7 separate regions of the Mus musculus genome follow, and regions 1, 2, 4, 5, 6 and 7 are each linked to region 3. Evidence: chromatin contacts called from public HiChIP or PLAC-seq, capture Hi-C and promoter capture Hi-C data. All regions are on one chromosome and are shown on one strand. The core of a region is the stretch at or near the end of the contact, and the rest is flanking DNA. Distances in the headings are between cores, read along the strand shown. Region 1 holds the start of Rps21 (ribosomal protein S21). Region 2 holds the start of Rgs19 (regulator of G-protein signaling 19). Region 3 holds the start of Arfgap1 (ADP-ribosylation factor GTPase activating protein 1). Region 4 holds the start of Lama5 (laminin, alpha 5). Region 5 holds the start of Adrm1 (adhesion regulating molecule 1). Region 6 holds the start of Cables2 (CDK5 and Abl enzyme substrate 2). Region 7 holds the start of Gata5 (GATA binding protein 5).

Region 1 (2,795 bases), core at 147-2,646, 710 kb after region 3:
CAACCCTTAAACCAAACACGGGCTAAACAGAGTCCTATAGACTGAGTCCAGAAATCTGAGGTATATCCATGGTGTCCAGCTGGACTGTGACCCAATGCCACAGACCTGGTGCTGCACCCGCAGCGCTCAACAGGACACAGCTGTGTCAGACCTCAGAATGTGGTGTATGTCCAGTAGGTTATGAATGGAAGGTGTTAAAATGTTTTTGTTAAAGTAAAACTGGTTTTTGCAACATACTTCCTTGCTTGTCTCCTTTCAGGTAAGTGTGCGGCCCTTTTCTGGTCACAATAAAAACACCAGCCCTACATAGTAAAAACAGCAAAAGCAGACTTAACTGTCACAGGTACTTAAAACTTTTATTTGTAACAAATTCCCGATTTCTTCTGCTCAAAAGTTCCTAACAAAGGGGAAAAAGTAGTATTAAAAGCTGTATCTCTTGGGAAGTCCCAAGCCACTCAACCCCAATGTGAGATTGTCCCCCACACTTACTTTGAGACAATTCCATCAGCCTTAGCCAATCGGAGAATAGAATCATCTGACTCGCCCTTTAAAATTAAAAATAAATACCTGAGTATCCACACAGAGCTGGCTCCCTGCTTAGCAGGCAGAGCATGCACTATTAAGCCCAAAACCATTCCCACAGGAAGAAAAGGACACCACCATCAGAGCTCAGATGTCACATGAACAGTACAAGGCAGACCAGGTGGTAGAACTCACCATCCTGCGAATGGCCCCGCAGATGCCATAGGTTTTAAACTGGCCATTAAACCGGCCTGTGGTCCTATCAACCTGGGTTAAAAAAAAAAAAAAAGAGGTTGGAAGATTCGACCTCACCCCGATGTTAGTAAACACACCAAGAGCCAGGCTGAGGCCTGAGGGCCTCGTAATTCCTTCCCTCAGGAACCGTCAGGTTCCCAGCTCACCTCGGCCACGTTCATCTGGATGGACGCGTGGTCCTTGGCAGCAATGATGCGGTTGCTTGCGGAGCTGGGTAAAGAGATGCACAGTGCGTTTAATAGGTCGCAAAAGAACAGTGGATGAATGGGAGCGGGGAAAGCGGGCGCGAGAATGACGGGCCCGCAGATGCTCACCATTTCCGCGGCACGTACAGGTCCACAAACTCGCCGGCGTCGTTCTGCATCCTGAGGCCGTCCCTGCAGAGTTACCACGCAGGTCTTGAGACTGGTCAGGCCCGCACTCCGAGTCTGCGGGCCCAACCAGACCCATGGCCCGCAAGCACTCTCGGCCATGTGACCGCGACCTCCCCAACTGCGCCCAGCCCGGCCCAGCCCGGCCCCGCTCGCACACAGCCCGCACCGAGGCCTACCTGCTCACTTGTCCAGCGAGAGCGCAGAAAGGAAGTAGCTCGTGCCTCCGCAGCACTATTGGGCAGGAGGGCGGGTCCTCGGTAAGTGCTTCCGGGTCAGGGTACTCGTATCCACCATACCGGAGGCCTGTTTGTGTGTTTTAACTTCCGCTTCCGGTGCAAAGAAAGCCTGGCTCTTTCCGCACAAAGCACAGGCATCGGTCCCTGTCTCCGCCTCCAGCCAAGACATGCCTTCTTCCTCAGGCCCCGCCTCCATTGCGGAGTCCAGCCCCTCCGTCCTCCGCTGGAGAGGTTGGACTTGGCTTGTCTTCCAGCCGCCCTCGAGGCTAGCTTGTCAGAGGGAGCCCAGCCGCTGCTGGATCCCTGACTCCACCGACCTGAGGCGCCGCCAGAGCCTGGGAGGGGAACGAGCGTGGCGGAGGGAGGCGGGAACGGGAAGACCAATCCTCCGAAGAGGAAACTGAGGTTGGATCAAATGAGCTGGACCGCTGGCTTTCCGCTGCACATTCATTCTCTTCAAGAACCCCCTACTCACCCTGCGTCCTTGCCATCCTGCCCCTCCTCGCCCCAGGCCCTGCCCTACTCCTCTGGCTCCAGCCGCCACCCGGTCCACACGCCTAGGGAAGTGAGTCTGGCCTGAGAGTGCACGCCTTTAATCTCAGCATTCGGGATGCCGAGGCAGGTGGATTATCTATTTGAGGCCACTCTGGACTACACTGAGTTCCCGTCTCGAAAAAGGAAAGTTCCCAGACCACAGTCACCATAATGCTCAGTAAGCCTCTTTGTTTACGAGGTCAGAGAGCAGCCCGGACACAAGACTGCCCACGCTGTTGACGACTCTCCTGAGATTACATTTCTCCGTGAGTGAATCCACTGCTCACTCATCTGTAGAACTTTATGCCTGATATCTCTCTGGGACTGGAGCTGCAGTCTGGAGCTGGGACATACACCCAGTTACATGGTCTTGGGGAGAACCTCCCTGCCATGTGCACACTGACTGGTGATCACCTTCCAAGACTGTCTGTCACGGGGTCTGGTGAAACCGAGGCTACACTTTCCTCCTCACACCTGGAAACCAGTAGTCATGTATGCATTAAGAGTTCCCGCGCAGGGCGTGGTGGCGCACGCCTTTAATCCCAGCACTCGGGAGGCAGAGGCAGGCAGATTTCTGAGTTCCAGGCCAGCCTGGTCTACACAGTGAGCTCCAGGACAGCCAGGGCTACACAGAGAAACCCTGTTTTGAAAAAAATAATAAATTCCCGCGCAGCAGGGGTTATCTTTCAGATTAGGCACAGACACCTTACCCAAGCACCTGTTTTCACAGAGAGCTCCTTTAAATGGGGGTGGGGAAGAGGAGTTAAAGTGGCTGTTTTCTACTTGGTCAGAAAAACACAAGCAAATGACCTTGCAGGTGTAACTTTTAATAAGAGAAAAGGGGGGTTCCATGCTAGACCGGGCTGCACAGTGG
Region 2 (3,085 bases), core at 357-2,856, 730 kb before region 3:
GGTTACTGGAATATGCCTAAGGTCATTGCAGTCAGTGTCCCACACAGCGAGTAACCCACATAAGCACTTCAGAACAGGGCTGAGAACAAAGACAAAGCACTCCAATGACACAGGAGCGCCACACCAAATGTCAGACCAACTTAAGAGCACCTCTGGATCTGTATACCAGTGAGGGACTAGGTGTACAGAGGCAGCTAGGAAAGCCGGCATAGGATCCCTCTGTCTGAAGGAAATCTTGCAGGAATACAAAACCTGTGCCCCACGCACCATCAGGTGGGGCTTGTGAGGACCTAGGGGCACTGCTCTCAAGCAGAGTTTATTGGGCTCCAGTTCAATTCCCGCTGGCATCGCGTGTTCAGTGCTCCTGCTCTCCTTCCTGGGTTTAGAGGCATTCTCTGTGCTTAGGGAAAGATGCTAATTGTGTGGTAAGCAGATGTAAGGTGGCAGAGAACAGGTAGACAGGCAGGTAAAAGGAATTAAGAGGAAAGCATACTGACTTCTACCCACGGTCATGCCCACACCAAACACTGCAGAATCAGGTTTGGTTTGTGGCCTCCATCAGGTACTCATCCATGTCTACTGGGCCTCCATGTTCTGACCTGTGTCTACCTTAGGAATATTATCTAAACTAAAGTAACTTCCTGTTCAGATGTGCTTAGCCTCTACCTTACTTAGGAAGCCGCCAGCGTGGCAGCCAAAGGGTTCTGTGGTCAACTCATAAAGCCCCCCTCAGAGCCTGGGAGTCTCTCACCCATTGTTCTCTCTTCATCCTGGACCCCTCAGCATCATGGCAACATCCTGTCTCCTCACCTTTCACCCCATCCCTTTCTTGCCTGTCTCCCATTCTAGTCCACTGCAGTCAGTTCAGTTAGTCTGCCTCTGCCCCACTGCCTGAAGAACTCATGTGAAGGATCTCCTTTGCATCCCTGACTTAATATGTATGATGTAGTATGTGAGCATTAACAACTTGTGTGACTGTGTGTCCTGTGCTGGAACCACGAGCCCCAACGGACCACTATGAACACTGGCCCAAAGCATGCTGGGATAATGAACTAACTCAATTTTATACCCAATGACAAAGGATCTGAAGAGTTGACCAAAGAGCAAGGCCATTTGTGGTAAAGGCTATCTTGGAGCAGTTTGAGAGTTCAGAAGGGACTCAACCAGGCCCCAGAAACATTCGGGGTGATTTGATGTAAGAACTTGCTTTACGCTGCAGTCCCTGAACCTCCCTTTCGGGCAAAGTTCGAATGCAGAGTGACAGACTCTTAATGCTACGTTACAGACTAGCCTCAGAAAGGCGAAGAGTCGGACCAGACGGGGCAGTACCACAGGCCAGTCCTTCCCACAGGCCTCTTCTAATCCTGGCGAGCCAAGTAGCACACAGGGCTCAGCTCTGGTGTTCAACATAAAGGTTGGGAAAACCCAGCTAACAAGAATGGAGCGCCGGCTCAATCCACTCTCTGTACGACTCACCCCTCAGGGTCACCATGCCACGCTACCGCGGGACGACACGCCAGCCGCGGGTGGGGCACAGGAGCCGCCGCGGGGCGGGGCACTGCGGGCGAGCAAGCGCTGGGGCTCGAGGAAGTCCCGGCCCCTCTCTTTGGGGAAGTACCGCGGAGGCGCCTGCGCACTGCGCCCCCTCCCCGGCGACCAGCAGGACTTCGGAGCGCGCGGGCGGCGTGACTCGGGGACGCGGCGGTGAGTGCTGCGCCGGACCGTGGACGGGCCCTGGCGATATAGATGCCGGCTCTGTTCCCGGACTTCAGTGACCGGTCCACGTGGATCTAGGTCGCAGTAGGACCAGACCCACCCCTTGCGCGTGGGGGAGGGAGAGCCGCAGCAAGGTTCCCCTTTTTCTTCAGCTCAGAGCGTTGAGAAGTGATTGCTCAAAGGTGGGGGCCGGAAGAACCCAGGTTTCCGCGTCTCCTGCCCGCTAGCTTGGTGGGGAGGGGCCAGACGAGACTCCCGACCTGCCACCTTACCCACCCTTCGAGTTGGGTCCGCTAGCAGTTGGCCCGGTGAGCCATAAGGGTGAATGCTGCATCCTCGGCCCCATCTGAGCGGGGACTCCGTGAGCCTTTCTACCTCGTGCCCGGGAGTACGTCTTGCTGTCTGACTTAAATCCCTACTGCTTTAGAGCACGCCCCTTCGGCAGCCAGGGTGGGGCCCAGTCCGAACCTGGCCCTCCCGCCCCCATCTGCCTTTAGGTCGCTGGTGAGTTGGGCGCCATGGCGAATTCCTTAAGAAAGGGGTGGGGGCGCCAGAGACAGCAAGAGGGACCGTGAAGGGGAGACCAGCCTTCCAGACAACCCCACCTGCAAAAAAGCAGGAACTGGGTGGGGGCCTACCATTCCACAGGTGGGCTTGGGCAGCTGGGTTCGCCATGGTGAGAGGCCGGCCCTGCCATGGAGGTATAGGTAGGACAATGACAGTGTTGGATGGAAGTGAGAACGGATCCGGTCAGTCCTCCTCCCAAAGGTTATGACTTTTTTCCTGGAATTTTTTTGGTCTGGGTGGGCTTGGGCATTCTTTTTGCTTCTGTAGAGCAACACTGACAGCCATTCACCAGAGAGCTTCTATCCCCAGAGACCAGATTTGCTGAATCTGGCCTCTTAGCATAGACTTGGGAGGCCAATACCTGGGAGGCTTGGGGAGGAAAGGAACCCTCCAATAGGCATGTGGAGCAGGACAACCCTGATTCAGACTCTAGGCTCTCCTTGCCCAGAAAGGAGGCAGTAGTGAAGAGCACCCTGGACGACATGGGTGGTCCCAACTGACCTTTGATGGGTGCAAGGAGCTAGAAAAAGGGGCAGGGCACCCAGCGTACAGACCCCATGTCCAGTCGGCTGACTGGAGATGGACCCCATGAGGAATGGTCTCTACAGGGTGACAGGTGAGGGATGATTTTGAACAGCATGGAGACCTCAGGCTACCCCACCCCTTTTCCCTAGAAACTCAACTGCTGGAAAGTACAACCCAAGCTACTTGTGTGTCCTGATTCGCTTGCTTGGAGACTTGAGAACCCACCATCTCAGAAAGCCTCAGGTGGTGAAGCTGCCCAGTATACAGAGATCAGACA
Region 3 (2,790 bases), core at 280-2,779:
CTGTCCTGGAACTCACTCTGTAGACCAGGCTAGCCTCGAACTCAGAAATCTGCCTGCCTCTGCCTCCCAAGTGCGGGGAACAAAGGCATGCTCCACCACTTACTTCCCTGCTCAAATTAATCATCTTAAATGTTGCTTAATAACATGAAAATAAGTATCTCTCAGTTTAACCAGCCTAAAGAAGGCCTCAAGAATCCTTTTTTTTTTTTTTTTAAGATTTCTTTCTTGGGTGGGCTCACAAGTGCATGCCTAGAAGCCTAGAAGGTGGGAGCTGAGTATCTCCTTCCTCCAAGTGAGTACCAGGATCAAACTCAGGTAGTCAGGCTTTGTGGCAAGCACCCCTACCTGGTATCCATATCACCCACCCTTAAGAATTCTTAATAGCTGAAATGAAAAAAAAAACAACAAAATACTCTTCCTTCAGGCAGACATACCTAGTAGATAATGAAGCAAATAAGGATTTCAAACTTTAGTGAGCTACATGTCACACTAGAGAACATTTGCTTCTTAAATGGGACGTGATGTACATCTGAGGTCAAAGGGGACATCTAGGGACATAGCTTGGCCCTAAGGCTACACAGTATGGGTGACCAAAAACCGTTCAGAGAACACAAAGAACCCATGTCTAAGTTATGCTTCTTCACTCTGAAGAACAGACGATATCAGATCATCACCTCGTCCAGAACTATAGTTAGGGCTTCAATGCTCTAAACATTGCACAGCTATGGAACAGTGTATATTACTTCTGACTTGTGGGTGCCTTAAGAGTGCAAATACAGTATATTCTATTGCCAGGTACAATTGAGAAAAAGTTTAGAAGCTTGATCCTGTGGGGGTCTGTTGTTGAGATGTTTTGTTTTTCCTCCTTCCGCAGAGGACTCACTTCAGAGACCAAGAAGGGAAAAATCAAACAAACTGAGGTTAGAAAACCTGGCTTACCGGCACCTCTGGACAGAATCTTCTTTCGAAGTGAAGGGCTGAGGCCCTTTCCCGACAAAGTGGGCAGTGCAGAACCAGTCTGCGTCCAAGACTGCTCGGGACCAGAGCGCTGAGGGGCCACGTAGGTCCCTGCAACCGCTAGGCTGAAGGGCGGTAAAGCTCACAGGCCGGGAGGCAGGGGAGGGGGGGTCTGGACGGCCGCACACTGGGATCCTGGAGTTTGGGGTCCGAGGAACAAAAACGTCACGGGTCGAAGGACTGGAGAACCCGGGGCCAGGAAGCTGGGAAATGGGAGGTACGCGGGAGGCACCGGGGAGTAAGTCAGGGCTGAAGACCGGGGGCGTCGGACAGTCACGGTATTGGGGGACCAGGGGCCTAGGGCTGCAGAATCGAGGATTACAGGGCCAGGAACTGGGTGATCTGAGAGCCGGAAGGGCAAGGAACTGAGGGTCCGCGGATGCCCGGTGTCCTGGCCGCAAACTCACCTGCTGCCCCCAGGAGGTCGGGTCCGGCCGAGGTGCCAAGCTGGACTAGGCGCTCAGATCCCCCCACCAGCCGCCAGCAGCTTCCGGCTACGTCGCGCTTTGCAAGGGCTCATGGGAGGCCTCCGAGGCGGTACTTCCGCCTCTGTGCGCGAGCCCGAGGCGAGGCTTCTTTTCCGGTCTGTCTAAACCTTCGGCTGAGCGCCAGGTTTGCAGGGTTGCCTCTGCGTGGGCAGTGCGGCAGGGCAGCGCAGATGGATCCGGGCTGCGCTATCTCCAGCGGGATTCTAGGGCGTCCACGGTCTCGACCAAGCCCGGGAACAAGGGACTTCCCGTGGCTTCTGTCAACTCGAACTCCGACCCGTGGTTTAAAATAGACTTGGGCAAGCAGTTCTGGTCAAATCAATGTATTTAGTAGCCGGCGGGTTTTAGTTTTGTGTTCACTTTGGGCCGCCCTGTGTCACTAATTCCTTCCTCATTGGCCTTTTGACGGTTTTGCTTGGGCTTTTTATTTTTATTTACTTGTTTGTTTATTTATTTTTTAAGAGACTGGGTTTCTCTGTGTAGCCCTGGCTGCCCTGGAGCTAGCTGGCTTCCAACTCTAAGATCCGCCTGCTTCTGCCCCCCCGAGTGGATCAAAAGATGTGAGCCATCGCCGCCCGGCTCGTTTGACTTTCAAATTGGCCAAAAGTCAATGTTTTATTGAGGTCAAATCAAACGTACCTGCATCGAAACTTACCGTGAGGCATTTTATCAAATTCAGATCCATACAGTTGGGACCTCAAGGGACAGTGGATCCCTTTCTCCATCCACTGTTGGAGTTTCTTTCACAGGTTTAGAGCTTTGTGTAAAGAGAGAAACAAAAAACGTAGCCTTAAGTCACTTAACCACAGCCTGATATTGTTATTTGAGATAGACTTTCACATCATAGCCTAATTTAGCCTGGAACTCGATTCAGCCTCCTGAGTTCTGGAATTATAGACACCCCACCTAGCTTCATAACATGGCATTTCTGTTTTTGTGAGAAAGGCTCTTATGTATACCAGGATGTTCCAGAACTCATACCTGCCCTCTGCAGGCTAACGTAGTGGCCAAATGCAGGGGACAGGAAGCTTACTAAGAACATAAGTGGCAAATTCCTTAATTGCAGCACTGGGGAGGCAGACAGGTCTCTGACTTCCAGGCCAGCCTGGTCTACAGAGTGAGTGCCAGGCCAACCTGGGCTATACAAAGAAATCCTACCTTTACAAACAAAAGAACAAAATCTAAGCCAGATATAATGGCTCAACCTTCCACCTCCTATAAACTTAAACACATACACATAACCATGTGAAGCCCAGGGCATAAGAAAATGGTGGCTGGAACCTCC
Region 4 (2,839 bases), core at 51-2,550, 740 kb after region 3:
ACATGATGGCAGTGTTTCAGGAACTCACTGGGACCCTTGGGATTATCCAGAAGGACCAGCAAGAATGGGAGTCCTACCCAAAAACGTGAGATGGTGGCCTGGCTAGGAGATAAGGGGAGCTGCTAGCCCTGCTGCTGAGTTCGACCTCTACACCCCTGGGGGCTTTCCTGTTTGGTCCTAGAATCCAAGGGAAGGGAATCCAGTGGCTGTGGCTGAAGCAGACATGAGGTACACAAGCATCTTAGCTAAGCCTCTAGGACGTTCAATGTTTGCAACTCAGCCAGGCAGATCAACTGGAGCCCACTGTACCCCAGAAACACAGGAGCTAGAGGCACGGCTTGCTTAAAAGATGTCTAAGCCGGGCGGCGGTGGCCAGCGCCTTTAATCCCAGCACTTGGGAGGCAGAGGCAGGTGGATTTCTGAGTTCGAGGCCAGCCTGGTCTACAAAGTGAGTTCCAGGACAGCCAGGGCTATACAGTACAGAGAAACCCTGTCTCGAAAAAACAAAAACAAAAAACAAACAAACAAACAAAAAAACAGAAAGAAAGAAAGAAAGAAAGAAAGAAAGAAAGAAAGATGTCTAAGCAAAGTCTTAGCTTCCCAAGGAGCCTATGGAGTGGCACCTATAGGCCAATGAGCATCCTTGGATATGCTCCATGGGTGGGCGCCTGTCATTTCTTTGCTCTTGTATTGATCCCCTATTGCAGAGGAGTTTAAAACCCAAAGGGGTAGACAGGGCTAAATCCGACCTAACAATGGAGGAAGTAGGGGGTCTCCTCCTGTCTGGTCTTCTCCACCCCCCCCCCCCCCACCATTTGCAGATCACATCTCCTCTGGGTCCCCATCCACAGCTACACACAGTTTATTCAAATACCAACAGGGAAGGAAGAGAGTAACAGGCTAGGGCAACGGGGAGGCGCCAGGTGGCTGAGACCTGTTTGAAGTTAGGGAAACAAAAACAGGAGCCGCTGGGCGGGTAGAGGCAGGCCCGGCATGCTGGGGTCCTGAACATCCACGGAAAAAGCAAGGGGTCTCAGTGGGGATCGAAGCCACCACCTGGGAGAGAGGAAAGGCTCAGTAGCGCCAAGTTCCCGCGGCCTGGCGGGCGGCCAGCAGGTGCCCCTTCCAGGACGCTGGTCTGGCCGGGGTCGGAAGGGTTAAGGTCCCCAGGCCGCCCCCTCTCTTATGCCCTCCCCCAACCCCCTCTCCAGGGCATAAGGCTCGGGCGCCAGGCGGGCCTGGGCGGGGCCTGACGTCCTCGGACAGGCGGGGCCAGCGGGACCGGCCGCCCCAAACTAGACTTGCCGGGCTCCTGCGGTGCGCGCTGTCCCTAGAGCCGCAGCCCCCAGCAGGAAAATGGCGAAGCGCGGAGGGCAGCTCTGCGCGGGGAGCGCACCGGGCGCTCTTGGCCCCCGGAGCCCCGCGCCACGGCCGCTGCTACTGCTGCTGGCTGGACTGGCGCTGGTAGGCGAGGCGCGCACTCCCGGGGGCGATGGCTTCAGCCTGCACCCGCCCTACTTCAACCTGGCGGAGGGCGCTCGCATCACCGCGTCCGCGACCTGCGGCGAGGAGGCCCCGACGCGCAGTGTCTCACGCCCCACCGAGGACCTCTACTGCAAGCTGGTTGGGGGTCCGGTGGCTGGCGGAGATCCCAATCAGACAATCCAGGTGAGCGCGGCACGGAGGAGCTGGTTACACCATCCTGTGGTGGTCCACCTCTAGCGCCGGAACCCAGACATCTCGTAGGGGCTCCCAGTGCTGGGGAGAGTAAGTACGGACTGACTCTCCCACCAAGACTCCCTGGCCCCATGTTTTGATGGACTAAGGGGGACCCTGATGCGGCTACCGAAACTCGTGCAGACACGGCACGTGCCTCTGGAAGAGCCAATGAAGTGTCCGACTCGCGGACCAAGGGCCCCTGGGGCTGGTGAAGCTCGGGGGTGGGGGTGGGGGGGTGACCTAGGCAGGAGGGGACCGGTGATCAGTCCTCGGCAGCCGTAAGTCCGGGATCCCTGCGTGGGCGGAACTTGGCCAGGGTGCCCGCTGACTGTGAGGAGGGGGCGGGAGCTCCTTGTTACCCCGGGACAGGCAGGAACCTGTTGGCCTCCCGGATAGGGACGGAATGAGCGCGGAAGCCGCACCATCGCCGGTTTCTCCTGGTGTTGGGTCTCACTGTCTCAGCCAAAAGTTGAAGAAGCTTCTTTGCTTGGGATCTGGGAACTTCAGAAGGAGGTGGAGAGCGCTAACACCTGTGGGCCATCGTGGAGGAGCCCCCTGCCCAGCAGGTGGTAGGCTCTGGGGCTTTAGTCTCCCGGGAGATGTGGATTCTGTACCTAAGGACTCTCCTGAGCCCTGCCTTTCAGGCTGAGCCTGCAGGTGGGCCACGTTGTCCCCCCCCCCCCCCCCGCAGGACTCCTGCCTCACGTTAGGGACCTAAGGAGTTGGGAGCCATTAGGGCCTGGTAACTTTAGCTACCTTCTCTAGGGACCTGCTTCCACGTTCCTGGAAGGAGGCTGGCGAGGGAAAGAATAGCTGAAAAAACGGATTCGTCGGGGTGGAGAAAGGGGAGCGGTGAAGGAATTCAGTTCTGTTTTCTGGTTTACCTGGCCACCACCCTCCTTGCCTGCCCACCCCGCCTGTTCTCGGGCCTCCAAGTGGGGAGGGGGAGTTGAGAAGGGCCGGGCTCCCTGCGCTCTGGTTCCCTTGCAGTCTCAGAGTAAGAGCAGGTGTGGGCCATCAGAGACAGGGAAACTGAGGCCTGGGAAGGTATAAACACTTGTTTTTGAAGCTTTACAAGTCAGAGCAGGATCCGTCTGAGGCGAGCGTTCAGAAGTGAGGT
Region 5 (3,082 bases), core at 465-2,964, 800 kb after region 3:
GGGTGAGATGCAGGAGCCATGACACTGAAGGGCCTCGCAACACACAGCACAGAAGAGCTTAAGTGGGGGACGTTCAACTGCTGAGAGAACAGAGGGCGTCACCTCTGGGAGCTAAAATTCGTGGCCATGGAGTAATGGAAGACCTGAGGCCCTGGAGCTGTGTGCCTACAGATAAGTCCACGAGCGGGGCTCCGGTGCCTAACCACCAGCTAGCCACCGTGGTAGGAACGCAGCCAGACCAGGCCCTCCAGGTCAGCACCTTCTAATGTGGGGAAAGTAACCCCAAGTGAATCACAAGGAAAGACAGAGTAGACCACTCTCCTGCTTACCTGCATCCAGAAGAAGAGCCGCTTGGACCCTGCCTTAAACTTGAGCACGTAGACCCTCCCACTGGGGCACTGAGGTACCCGCTTGAACTCACAGTCATCAGGAAAGATAATCAAGTCCTGGCGACACAAGGAGGACAGTCAGACGACAGATAGACAGAGGCACACAAGTGTGTACCACCAAGGCTTAGGTCCCTGAATATTTGCTGGACCCCAATAACAGGGTGGAGTCAAGAAGTCTCAGACCCCAGTGAAGACAAACAGAAGAGGGCCCAGACTGGAGGAATAGAAAAAGTGCTCTCTGAGGACCAGACGACTTAACAGAAACATTCTGGAACTGTGTTCCAAGAAGTAAAAGGTCAACCAACTCTGGCTAGCTGCTCCTAAGTGTAACAAAGAACAATGTACTTTGGGAGACAAAGAGCCCCAAGGAAAGCAGCCTCTTCAGAGCGCTAAACTACCCGAGGCTGTGGTGAGGGTCATATCTGCACACTCCTCCACAAGACTGGAAGTTTAAGGCCAGGGCTGAGGCCACCAGCCCACCCTATCACCCTGTCAGCAGGCTGTCTCTGCTAAAACCTTAAGAACCATGGTCACCACGGGGTGCATGGCTTCACAGAGTGACTGGAGCACTCTGCCAACCTTGGGACCCCTACACTAATCTATGGAAGATGAAGCCATATTCCCTGCTCTTGCCCCGCTGGCCTGTTCTGGCTACAGGCACTCACATCCTCCACGGTCCCAGAGGTCCTGTCTTTCCAACAGAAGTGAATAAGGGAGTCGTCCGTCTGCTGGATGTACACGAGACCTTTCCGTTTATCTGGGGTGACCGTAGTTCCTTTTAATGACATTTTTCCTGCCCGGAACTCCACCAAATATTTGGTAGAAGACCCCCGAGAGCCGGGCACCAGGCTTGGGAACAGAGCGCCTGAAGTCGTCATCCTGAAAAAACAGAGCGAGGCCCGTCGTTCCGCGTCGCGTGCTCAATGTCCCACCCATACGCCGGTCGGCCCGCGACTGCCCGGGAGCGGGAGCGCGCCAGGCTGCGCAAGGCCAGGGCTGTGCGCAGGGCCGAGCGCAGCCCCGCGGAGCCCCTGCTCCCGCGACGTCACTGCCCGCCCGTGCGGAGGGAGCCTCGCTGCGTCCGGCCCCGGCGCGTCTGGGGCACCGGCGGCCGGCCCGGACTGACTCGGCCCCCCGGCTGCTGCCGCGTCCCGTCCTCCCGCCGCTCGACCCAGCCTGGAGCCGCGTGCGCCTAAGCCGCCGCTGCCGCCACCGGGCCCCTACCTGGCGGTGCTCACACTCGGCCTAGGGGCACCGTCCGGGCTCGCTCTTCCTCCTCGGCGCCTGCCGGGCCTCGCCGGAAGCCCGTGCTTGGCCCGCCCCGCCGCCGCTCTCGCCGCGGATTGAGTTCCGTCAGCCGCGCGGCCGGCCCCGACCAGGTCCCGATTGGCCCTGGTCACCGTCCATCGCATCCGGCCCGCCTCCGCGCCGGCGGCCTGTTTCCGGCGGAAGCGCGGGCCAGAGCGGCCCCTATTGTTGCTGTGTCATAGGGGAGCGGCGGTGGCCCCTGGCGGCAGCGCTGGGAACAGCGCCCCGGCCTCCACGACTCGCAGAAAGGGCCCCCGCGGGGCGGCGCTGCAGAGGTCGAGACCAGGGTGATGGGCACCGGACCGTACACCAACGTGCTCGTGGGGTTGAGCTGTGACACGTACCCTGGGACGGATGTCCGCTGTTACCCATCTAGTTCTGAATGGACCTGTCTCTCTCCACACCGCAGGGAGACAGCCTGTCTGATTTGCATTATTGGGTGAGCGAGGTGTCAGGGCCCAAGACATAAAATAGTCACATGGTTTAAAAGGTAGGAGGTAGTCTCTTGACACGAGAGCGAGGAAAGTGTCAGCTTCATGTCACTTTGTGCTAATTTGACATACATTATAGGAAAGTACAAGCGGCTGCTCAGGATGGGGGAGTGGAGGTGGGGTGGAGAAGGTAGCATGGGGTTGCTCAATGCTGTAAGAACAAGTTCACAGAGCACCGCGGATGGGTGGGGTCTAAGGGCTGCTTGTAGCTAGTCAGGTAGGGTGCCACCACCTTCCTGTAGGGCAGAGGTGCTCGCAGAATGTAAAGCCCAAGAGTCCTCACAGTTTCTTTTACACACCACTTCCATTTCTTTGCTTCCTCTATGACAGCTTTAAGGCCCCAGGCCCACCCTCCAGCCCTCTCCAGGGCCAAGCAGTGCTGAATTCTCTGGCATGCTCCACAAGTTACCATCTGTGTATATGTGAAACGTGTGCGGTCTTTTTCTGAAACAAAGGTGAAAAGTAGTTTTTCTCACTTACTACTGTCTGACGCCGACACCAACGTGTTCCAGGCCAGCCTGAGCTGGAGGGAGTCCCGCCTCTAAGATGCATTTCTGTCGCCACTGTGGCTCACTCGCTTTAGTTCCTGCTTGGAATTCTGATGCAGTAAGTTCTACATGCTTGCGTCTGTCATCTTTTTGTTGGACTCTGTCCTGTGTAGTTTCCTTTTTTTAAAAGTGTGTGTCACCCATGTGGCAGTCTAAGCACAACATTCAGTAACTTGCTTCTTTACACTCTGGGTTCCTGTGATCAGACTTGGGTTACCAGACTTGCCTGGCAAACAATGTTACCTGTTGAGTCATCTCGCTGGCCCAGTTTCCAGCTTTACTACAAAAACCTTTGAATTTCGTTAGGTGTGGTGGCTCATGCCTGATAATCCCAGCCCTGAAAAGG
Region 6 (2,775 bases), core at 36-2,535, 690 kb after region 3:
AGGGTAAGCCTACTTGTTCAGGGATGACAGGGAGATGCCATGGATAGAGGGGGGTGTCTGACAGAATCAGCCTGCCTGAGCCTTAAAAGCAGGGAAGGAACTGGCAGTATGAACTCCTATAGGTAACACTACCGATGGCTTCTCCCAAGGAAAGAAGCCACTTCCCAGGGATCTCTCTCCCTCAACCAACTCCACTCCAGCACCCATTTTAAGCAGCCACAGGACCAGAGCAGGCAGTGACCATAGACCAAAAAGAACATTGGGGAGATTTTCCTTTGTGTTTCTTCAATGATCCATCAAACACTTTAAAGACAAGAAGTCGCCGGGCAGTGGTGACGCATGCCTTTAATCCCAGCACTTGGGAGGTAGAGGCAGGCAGATTTCTGAGTTCGAGGCCAGGCTGGTCTACACTATACAGAGAAACCCTGACTTGAAAAACAAAACAAAAGAAAGATAAGAAGTCCACATAGGTTGGGAGCTGGAAAGAGCAGGTGATGGTAGGGTGAAGACTCTGTACAGGGAAGGGCCGACATACACACACGGTACTGAGCCAGAAGGGTTTGTATACTCGAGTCCTGGACATCCTCCACGAAGGAAACTGAAACTCCAGTATCATGCAGACTCAAGACCACGTCCATGAGGCAACTGAGATGTCAGCTGCCCTCAGACCATAGACGGGTGTCTTCAGCAGTCAGTGAGGAGGCCAGGCGGCACAGCCCGGAAGTTACAGGCTCTGGTGGAACATGGATGGATACCTGCCCAGAAGAACCCCAGGGCTGAGGGAACACCCCGGAGCAAGTGACCACAACAGGCCCGCACCCTGAGTCTGCAGCCCATAATGAACATTCGCTGAAGGGTGCCCTGTACACCGAGTCCTGGACGGGAGAACAGGACACAGGTTCCGTGCACCTACCGACCTTGCCGTGTTTAGCCACGCCAAACCTACAACAGACAGAAGACTCTAGGACTCAGGGGAGCGCCGGGGCAAGCCACATATCGCTAGCCGATCGAAGGGCTCAGAGGAGCCTCATTTGCATGCAGGCGCGCCGCAACCAATGGACAGGGACCGCGGAACTATATTTGCATATGGGCGCGCCGCGGCCAATGGGCGGGAGCGACGGGGTGGTATTTGCATACAGGCGCGCCGCAACCAATAGACAGGAACCGCGGAACTATATTTACATATGGGCGCGCCGCGGCCAATGGGCGGGAGTGACGGGGTGGTATTTGCATGCAAGCGCGCCGCGGCCAATGGGCAGCTGCGCGGCGGCGCGGCGCGGCGGCGCACTCGAGCATGGCCGCGGCTGCGGCGGGAGGAGCCCCGGGTCCGGCCCCCGGCCCCTCCAGGCCCGCGCCGGCCGCCCGGAACCCGCCGGCCGTGCCGCGGAGGCGCGGGGACTCCCGGCGCCGTCAGGCCGCCCTCTTCTTTCTCAACAACATCTCCCTGGACGGACGGCCCCCGAGCCTGGGTCCCGGAGGCGAGAAGCCAGCGCCGCCGCCGCCACCGCCCACCGAGGCCCGCGAGGCGCCCGCGCCGCCGCCCGCTCCACCTGGAGGCCTCCCGGGGCTGCCAGCCAGGCCCGCGCCCCAGGGCCTGCTCAGCCCCACGACGGCGCCCGCCGGCCTTGGCCTGGACGGGCAGCGCCAAAGGTGAGTGGGCTGGACGGGGGCGGCTGCACGCTGGGGTCAGGGTGGTGGCCTAGAGGCCTAACCAGCACTCCGGCTGTGTGACCTATGGCCTTGGCAGCCCGGGGCACCGGTGGTGGTGAGCCAGGTCCCTCCTCCCAGGTTGTGGGGTAGTTGACCTATGGGTTCGGGTAAGCCACAAGCTCGGCAGACCTGGACATGGTTGGGATGAGGTGGGTCCATTCACCCCGCACACAGGTATGGTCACCTGGTACCCATCAACTTAACACTCAGAGGTCTGGGTGAACCGGAATGGTCAGCCCAGGACACAGGGTCAAGATGACCAGCCCAAGATCAAGGTGTCGGGTAATTAGGGAAGAGGGTTCTTCAGCCCATAATGCAGGAGCCAGGGTGGTCCAGGGATCCTTCATTCTGGTACTTGAGGGCCCATCACCGCAGCGTGCAAGAGTCAGAGAGGCTCGCAGTCCCGTCTGTCCTTGACTGGGACTGAGGTGATGTGGCAGCATCAGTCCAGAATACAGGAGATGAGTTTGGGATTAACTGAAGCTGGTCAGCCTCCAGAGGGAAGGGATAGTCCCACTAAAACTGTCAACTTCTGGATATGGGGTCAGCTCTTTACCTTGAAAGTCCCACTAAAGCTGTCAGCTCCTGGATATGGGGTCAGCTCTTTACCTTGAAAGTCCCCTGAATATGGATTTCGGAGTTCCCTTGGTCTAATTGACTCTAGACACATCCCTCCCCTGGCTACCCTACACAGAGACTCACAAACACTTTTTACAGGCTGTGTGCCCAACTCAGCTTGTGGGCCAGGGTCTTACCTACCTGGTCTCATCTCTACTCGGCCTTATACACCTGACCACCTCCCTGCCCTCTGTCCCACACCTGCTGGACTCAGGGTCTGCAACATGTAACTGTTCTGCCTCCCCTGCCTGGATCCTAGGATCCTTCATCCTAGCCCAGGACAGCTCTTATTCCTCACTACTCCCCCATTCCCTGGCTATGCTTACTTCCCAGATGGCCGTAGCTACCAGCACCATGTGGGTCTCAGCCTGCTCAGCTCCCTCTTGCATTCTCAGCCTTCACCTAACGAGTGACAGCGGGAGCTAAGTCTGGACACTGAGGTCCCTT
Region 7 (3,137 bases), core at 174-2,673, 630 kb after region 3:
GCTCCAAGACGCTTTGCAAAGAGGAAGACCTGCACAATGGAAGCCTAAAGAGTTCCGAGGAAAAGGGATGCCAAGACTGGAGACCCAAGTATTGCGCATCCCACAGAAAGGAGAACCATGAAGTCAGTGCTGGAAGCATCAACCAAGAGCCCTGACTCAGCCCCCACCTCAAGGAGGGAGGAAAAGGGGAGGCCAGGAGAATGCAGTGGGAGGTAATTTGAAGCAGGAAGCACTGGCAAGCTCCCCTTCCCACGACTACCCGAAGTCAGCTTCTGCTCTGCACCTCCATGGCTCAGATTCTGGGGCCTGTGTCAGGACAGTCTGTACCATCCCCAGGCCCAGGGTGCCCCCCTCACTTCCACTTGTGACTCACAACTAGATCTCCACACGCTGAAGAGAGCAGGTTGCGTGGACACCAGTGTGCAGGCAATGTTCACTCCTTTCTGACTAATAAACTAATCCCGCGCTGAGCGGCAGAAACACTGGACACTGACTTCAAGGTTAGTAGGTGTATTTCCCTTATCTCAGGAGCTCCTGCCTCACCCACGTATCTGTCTGCAGCACCCGGGGGGGCCAGCATGAGAAAGTGAGAAACATTCGCTGCCATCTTCGAGCCCTCCGGGGTTGCTGCACCTTCTGGCCACTCTTCATCTGGAACTCCTAGTAAGGTAAGCCGGAGGACATAAGTCACAACAAAACTGAGCTAGGTGCTCTATCATCAGTCTCTTGCTGAAAGAGACTCTTGCCAAGTTCCTCAGCCTGTGAAAGCCGCGGGACTTGGAGTCTAACAGTCTTCAATTGTGGCCTTAGGACTCTACTCAGAGTTCGCTGGCGCTGGTCAAACAGCGAGTGGTCCTCCTTGTTCAAAAACTCAGTACTGTGGGGTTCCTGGTGGACTTCGAGTCATTGCTGATGAACAAAATACCCAGTGAGAGAATAGCAGCCTGAGCCCTGCGGTTGCCATTGAAGCTAGATTCCCACGTAGGTTCGGGCGTATAGGGGGAATCAATCGCAAGCCAACTTGGCTCCAGCACCTTGTGTCCCTAGATTCAGAAGGGCCTCAGCCACAGGACACTAAACCAGCTTTGGGCGGGAGCTCGGAATAGACGTGGGGCGAGGACTGGCACCCGTGACCGTAGCAACAAAGTTCTAGACGGTTCAGAGCTGCTGCTGTCCCAGGAGTGCTCGCGCTCAGCCTCCTCCCACCCCCTGTTTGTTCGGGCTCAGCCGAGGGTACGCGGGCGAGCTGTGGTCTCAAAGCCGGACAGCAGAGCCTGTTCGGGTCACGTGGCCCCGCGGCTGGAGCCCCGGCGCTGACCCTGAGCGGAGGGAGGGACCGACTAGAAGAGAGAAGGGGCGGCACGGCGGGGGCGGGGCAGCCCAAGTTCCCGGGATTCCCTACAGAGCGGCTCTGTGGAGACCCAGTCTACAACCCACCGGTCACCCTCCCTGGGCCAACGCCGCGCCTTCCTGTGAGGGCTTTGGCTGGCGATCTCTGCGCAAGGCAAGGACCTCGTTCCTAGGGTCCTGCGCCTCATCTAACCCTGTCATTCCACCCAGAGGAGCCCGGGACCTGCCCTGGTGAACCGACTCAAAAAAGTGGAGTGCCCAAGCGGAGCAGCAGCACCTGCCCCGGGCGAGCGCAAGAGCTGATGGAGGGGGCCCAGTGATCCTGCCCTAGACGTCTGCCCGTCTTTCTTCTCTGCAGGTCAAGCTCGCGCGGGGAAAAAAAATGTACCAAAGCTTGGCGTTAGCCCAGAGCCCCGGCCAGGGCACTTACGCCGACTCCGGAGCCTTTCTGCACTCTTCGGGAACCGGCTCCCCGGTGTTCGTGGCACCCACTCGCATGCCCTCCATGCTGCCGTACCTGCCTTCGTGTGAGCCGGGCTCGCAGGCTCCCGCGCTCGCCGCGCACTCCAGCTGGACACAAGCAGTTGCCGCTGATTCCTCAGCCTTCGGCTCCGGAAGCCCGCACCCGCCAGCCGCACACCCACCGGGAGCCACCACCTTCCCGTTCGCTCACAGCCCTCCGGGGTCGGGCAGCGGCGGCAGCGCGGGGGTCCGGGACGGCGGCGCCTTCCAGGGCGCGCTGCTGGCTCGCGAACAGTACCCGACCCCGCTCGGGAGACCCATGGGCGCCTCGTACCCCACAACCTACCCAGCATACATGAGTTCCGACGTAGCCCCTTCGTGGACCTCCGGAGCCTTCGACAGCAGCATCCTGCACGGTCTGCAAGCTCGCCCTGGTGGCCTCCCTGGCCGCAGGACCAGCTTCGGTGAGTACCGGGCTGGGGCTGCCCGGTGGACCTGGCTCTAAAACTAAGGCGCGCAGCAATAAACCCGCGCGCTACGAAATGCAAAAATCCGAGATGCGTTCTTCTGCAGTCAGGGCTTTTCTGCCTAGTCCGACCACGCAGATTCCCGCCTAGAATTGCTAGGACACAGGAAACTTCATGAAACACAATACGATGAAAAACGCTCGATACAGAATTCTTTTCTCAGCACAATAGCAAGAAAATAATATATTTCTGCTTTTCACCCGACCAACCCCCCCCCCCCAAAAAAAAAGCATTCTGGGTTATGTCGATTTGGAACCTACATTTAAAAAGTTTTCACGGGAAGTTTTGGAAAGTATTTTTTGGTTTTAAGACAACCTAGTTCCAAACTTAACAGCAAACCTCCTGCTTCAGCCTTCCAAAGTGCTGAGTTTACAGGCATGAGCGGAGCTGAAAATGAATTTTATAAAGCTTAAAACAGCGATTATTTGATAAAGTCACCACAGCCATCTTGTTCTGCAACGTTCCATCTTAAGAGTTCCATACCTCACAGGAACATAGGTTAGATTGGATTCCAAGACTGTTGATCGTGGAATCATTTGTCTGGCTTTCTGAGTATTTTTTGAGGAACAGACACAGCAAAGAGGGCCAAGCTCTGTTTGCAGCCTCTGGGCCTTGTTGAAACCATGCCTCCAGCTACTTGGAAGCTTGGGCCCCTGATTCACAGCCCCAGACAGGTCTCAAGCTGACCTAGTACAGTTAGTGGGACAAGGACAGCCCCTGTGCCTTTTACCCACCTCCAGCCAGTAGATGACTGATCCTCCCTGCCCTGAGCCAACGTCTCACTGCTTGCATATGTGT

Evidence for each region. Promoter capture Hi-C pulls out the DNA fragments that hold promoters and counts their contacts. HiChIP or PLAC-seq counts read pairs in DNA pulled down with a chosen protein or histone mark. Capture Hi-C pulls out chosen DNA fragments and counts their contacts.
Region 1: a promoter capture Hi-C map of pre-B cells shows a contact between it and region 3, with 3 times the contacts expected there. The contact joins the promoter of Rps21 here to the promoter of Arfgap1 in region 3. A contact is called at or near these places in 1 of 39 promoter capture datasets (pre-B cells), 3 of 484 Hi-C or Micro-C datasets (the G1E-ER4 cell line and uterus) and 8 of 115 datasets of contacts at active chromatin or transcription factors (bone marrow-derived macrophages, effector CD8 T cells, embryonic stem cells and 3 more).
Region 2: a contact with region 3 is called in a promoter capture Hi-C map of liver, with 2.9 times the contacts expected there. The contact joins the promoter of Rgs19 here to the promoter of Arfgap1 in region 3. A contact is called at or near these places in 2 of 39 promoter capture datasets (liver and pre-B cells), 1 of 15 datasets of contacts at CTCF or cohesin (large pre-B cells), 5 of 484 Hi-C or Micro-C datasets (CD8 T cells, LSK cells, neutrophils and 2 more), 7 of 115 datasets of contacts at active chromatin or transcription factors (bone marrow-derived macrophages, embryonic stem cells, extraembryonic endoderm stem cells and 3 more) and 3 of 9 other capture datasets (adipose tissue, liver and macrophages).
Region 4: a contact with region 3 is called in an H3K27ac HiChIP or PLAC-seq map of extraembryonic endoderm stem cells. The contact joins the promoter of Lama5 here to the promoter of Arfgap1 in region 3. A contact is called at or near these places in 2 of 39 promoter capture datasets (cranial neural crest and liver), 1 of 484 Hi-C or Micro-C datasets (embryonic stem cells) and 4 of 115 datasets of contacts at active chromatin or transcription factors (embryonic stem cells, extraembryonic endoderm stem cells, large pre-B cells and 1 more).
Region 5: a contact with region 3 is called in a capture Hi-C map of macrophages, with 4 times the contacts expected there. The contact joins the promoter of Adrm1 here to the promoter of Arfgap1 in region 3. A contact is called at or near these places in 3 of 39 promoter capture datasets (cranial neural crest, liver and pre-B cells), 1 of 115 datasets of contacts at active chromatin or transcription factors (bone marrow-derived macrophages) and 3 of 9 other capture datasets (embryonic stem cells, liver and macrophages).
Region 6: a contact with region 3 is called in a promoter capture Hi-C map of pre-B cells. The contact joins the promoter of Cables2 here to the promoter of Arfgap1 in region 3. A contact is called at or near these places in 14 of 39 promoter capture datasets (the 3T3-L1 cell line, 3T3-L1-derived adipocytes, the HPC-7 cell line and 8 more), 7 of 484 Hi-C or Micro-C datasets (CD4 T cells, CD8 T cells, the G1E-ER4 cell line and 2 more), 10 of 115 datasets of contacts at active chromatin or transcription factors (bone marrow-derived macrophages, embryonic stem cells, large pre-B cells and 4 more) and 3 of 9 other capture datasets (adipose tissue, embryonic stem cells and liver).
Region 7: a promoter capture Hi-C map of erythroid cells shows a contact between it and region 3, with 7 times the contacts expected there. The contact joins the promoter of Gata5 here to the promoter of Arfgap1 in region 3. A contact is called at or near these places in 5 of 39 promoter capture datasets (embryonic stem cells, erythroid cells, liver and 2 more) and 2 of 115 datasets of contacts at active chromatin or transcription factors (embryonic stem cells and pancreatic cancer cells).

Annotation. Positions count from the first base shown.
Region 1 is chr2:180,255,980-180,258,774 of GRCm38.p6, reverse strand. It overlaps Rps21 (ribosomal protein S21), which reads right to left and starts at 1,396. Exons shown (of 6, transcript NM_025587.2): 1 at 1,328-1,396; 2 at 1,092-1,154; 3 at 924-987; 4 at 718-789; 5 at 490-545; 6 at 331-397. The coding sequence starts at 1,141. The coding sequence ends at 388. It overlaps Cables2 (CDK5 and Abl enzyme substrate 2), which reads left to right. Exons shown (of 10, transcript NM_145851.2): 10 at 1-236. It overlaps Mir3091 (microRNA 3091), which reads right to left and starts at 1,239; the gene lies at 1,164-1,239.
Region 2 is chr2:181,692,498-181,695,582 of GRCm38.p6, reverse strand. Rgs19 (regulator of G-protein signaling 19) reads left to right here and starts at 1,606. Exons shown (of 6, transcript NM_026446.4): 1 at 1,606-1,704.
Region 3 is chr2:180,965,964-180,968,753 of GRCm38.p6, reverse strand. Arfgap1 (ADP-ribosylation factor GTPase activating protein 1) reads right to left here and starts at 1,529. Exons shown (of 14, transcript NM_145760.3): 1 at 1,425-1,529; 2 at 940-1,152.
Region 4 is chr2:180,224,320-180,227,158 of GRCm38.p6, reverse strand. It overlaps Lama5 (laminin, alpha 5), which reads left to right and starts at 1,300. Exons shown (of 79, transcript NM_001081171.2): 1 at 1,300-1,668. The coding sequence starts at 1,357. Gm52542 (a long non-coding RNA gene) reads right to left here and starts at 2,540. Exons shown (of 2, transcript XR_003953984.1): 1 at 2,476-2,540; 2 at 845-2,220.
Region 5 is chr2:180,170,220-180,173,301 of GRCm38.p6, reverse strand. It overlaps Adrm1 (adhesion regulating molecule 1), which reads right to left and starts at 1,714. Exons shown (of 10, transcript NM_019822.3): 1 at 1,614-1,714; 2 at 1,055-1,268; 3 at 330-446. The coding sequence starts at 1,267. Gm29886 (a long non-coding RNA gene) reads left to right here and starts at 2,052. Exons shown (of 4, transcript XR_867152.3): 1 at 2,052-2,136; 2 at 2,519-2,794.
Region 6 is chr2:180,271,975-180,274,749 of GRCm38.p6, reverse strand. Cables2 (CDK5 and Abl enzyme substrate 2) reads left to right here and starts at 1,285. Exons shown (of 10, transcript NM_145851.2): 1 at 1,285-1,650. The coding sequence starts at 1,295.
Region 7 is chr2:180,332,965-180,336,101 of GRCm38.p6, reverse strand. Gata5 (GATA binding protein 5) reads left to right here and starts at 1,423. Exons shown (of 6, transcript NM_008093.2): 1 at 1,423-2,276. The coding sequence starts at 1,733. Gata5os (GATA binding protein 5, opposite strand) reads right to left here. Exons shown (of 5, transcript NR_045877.1): 1 at 3,074-3,137; 2 at 2,159-2,434; 3 at 1,781-1,920.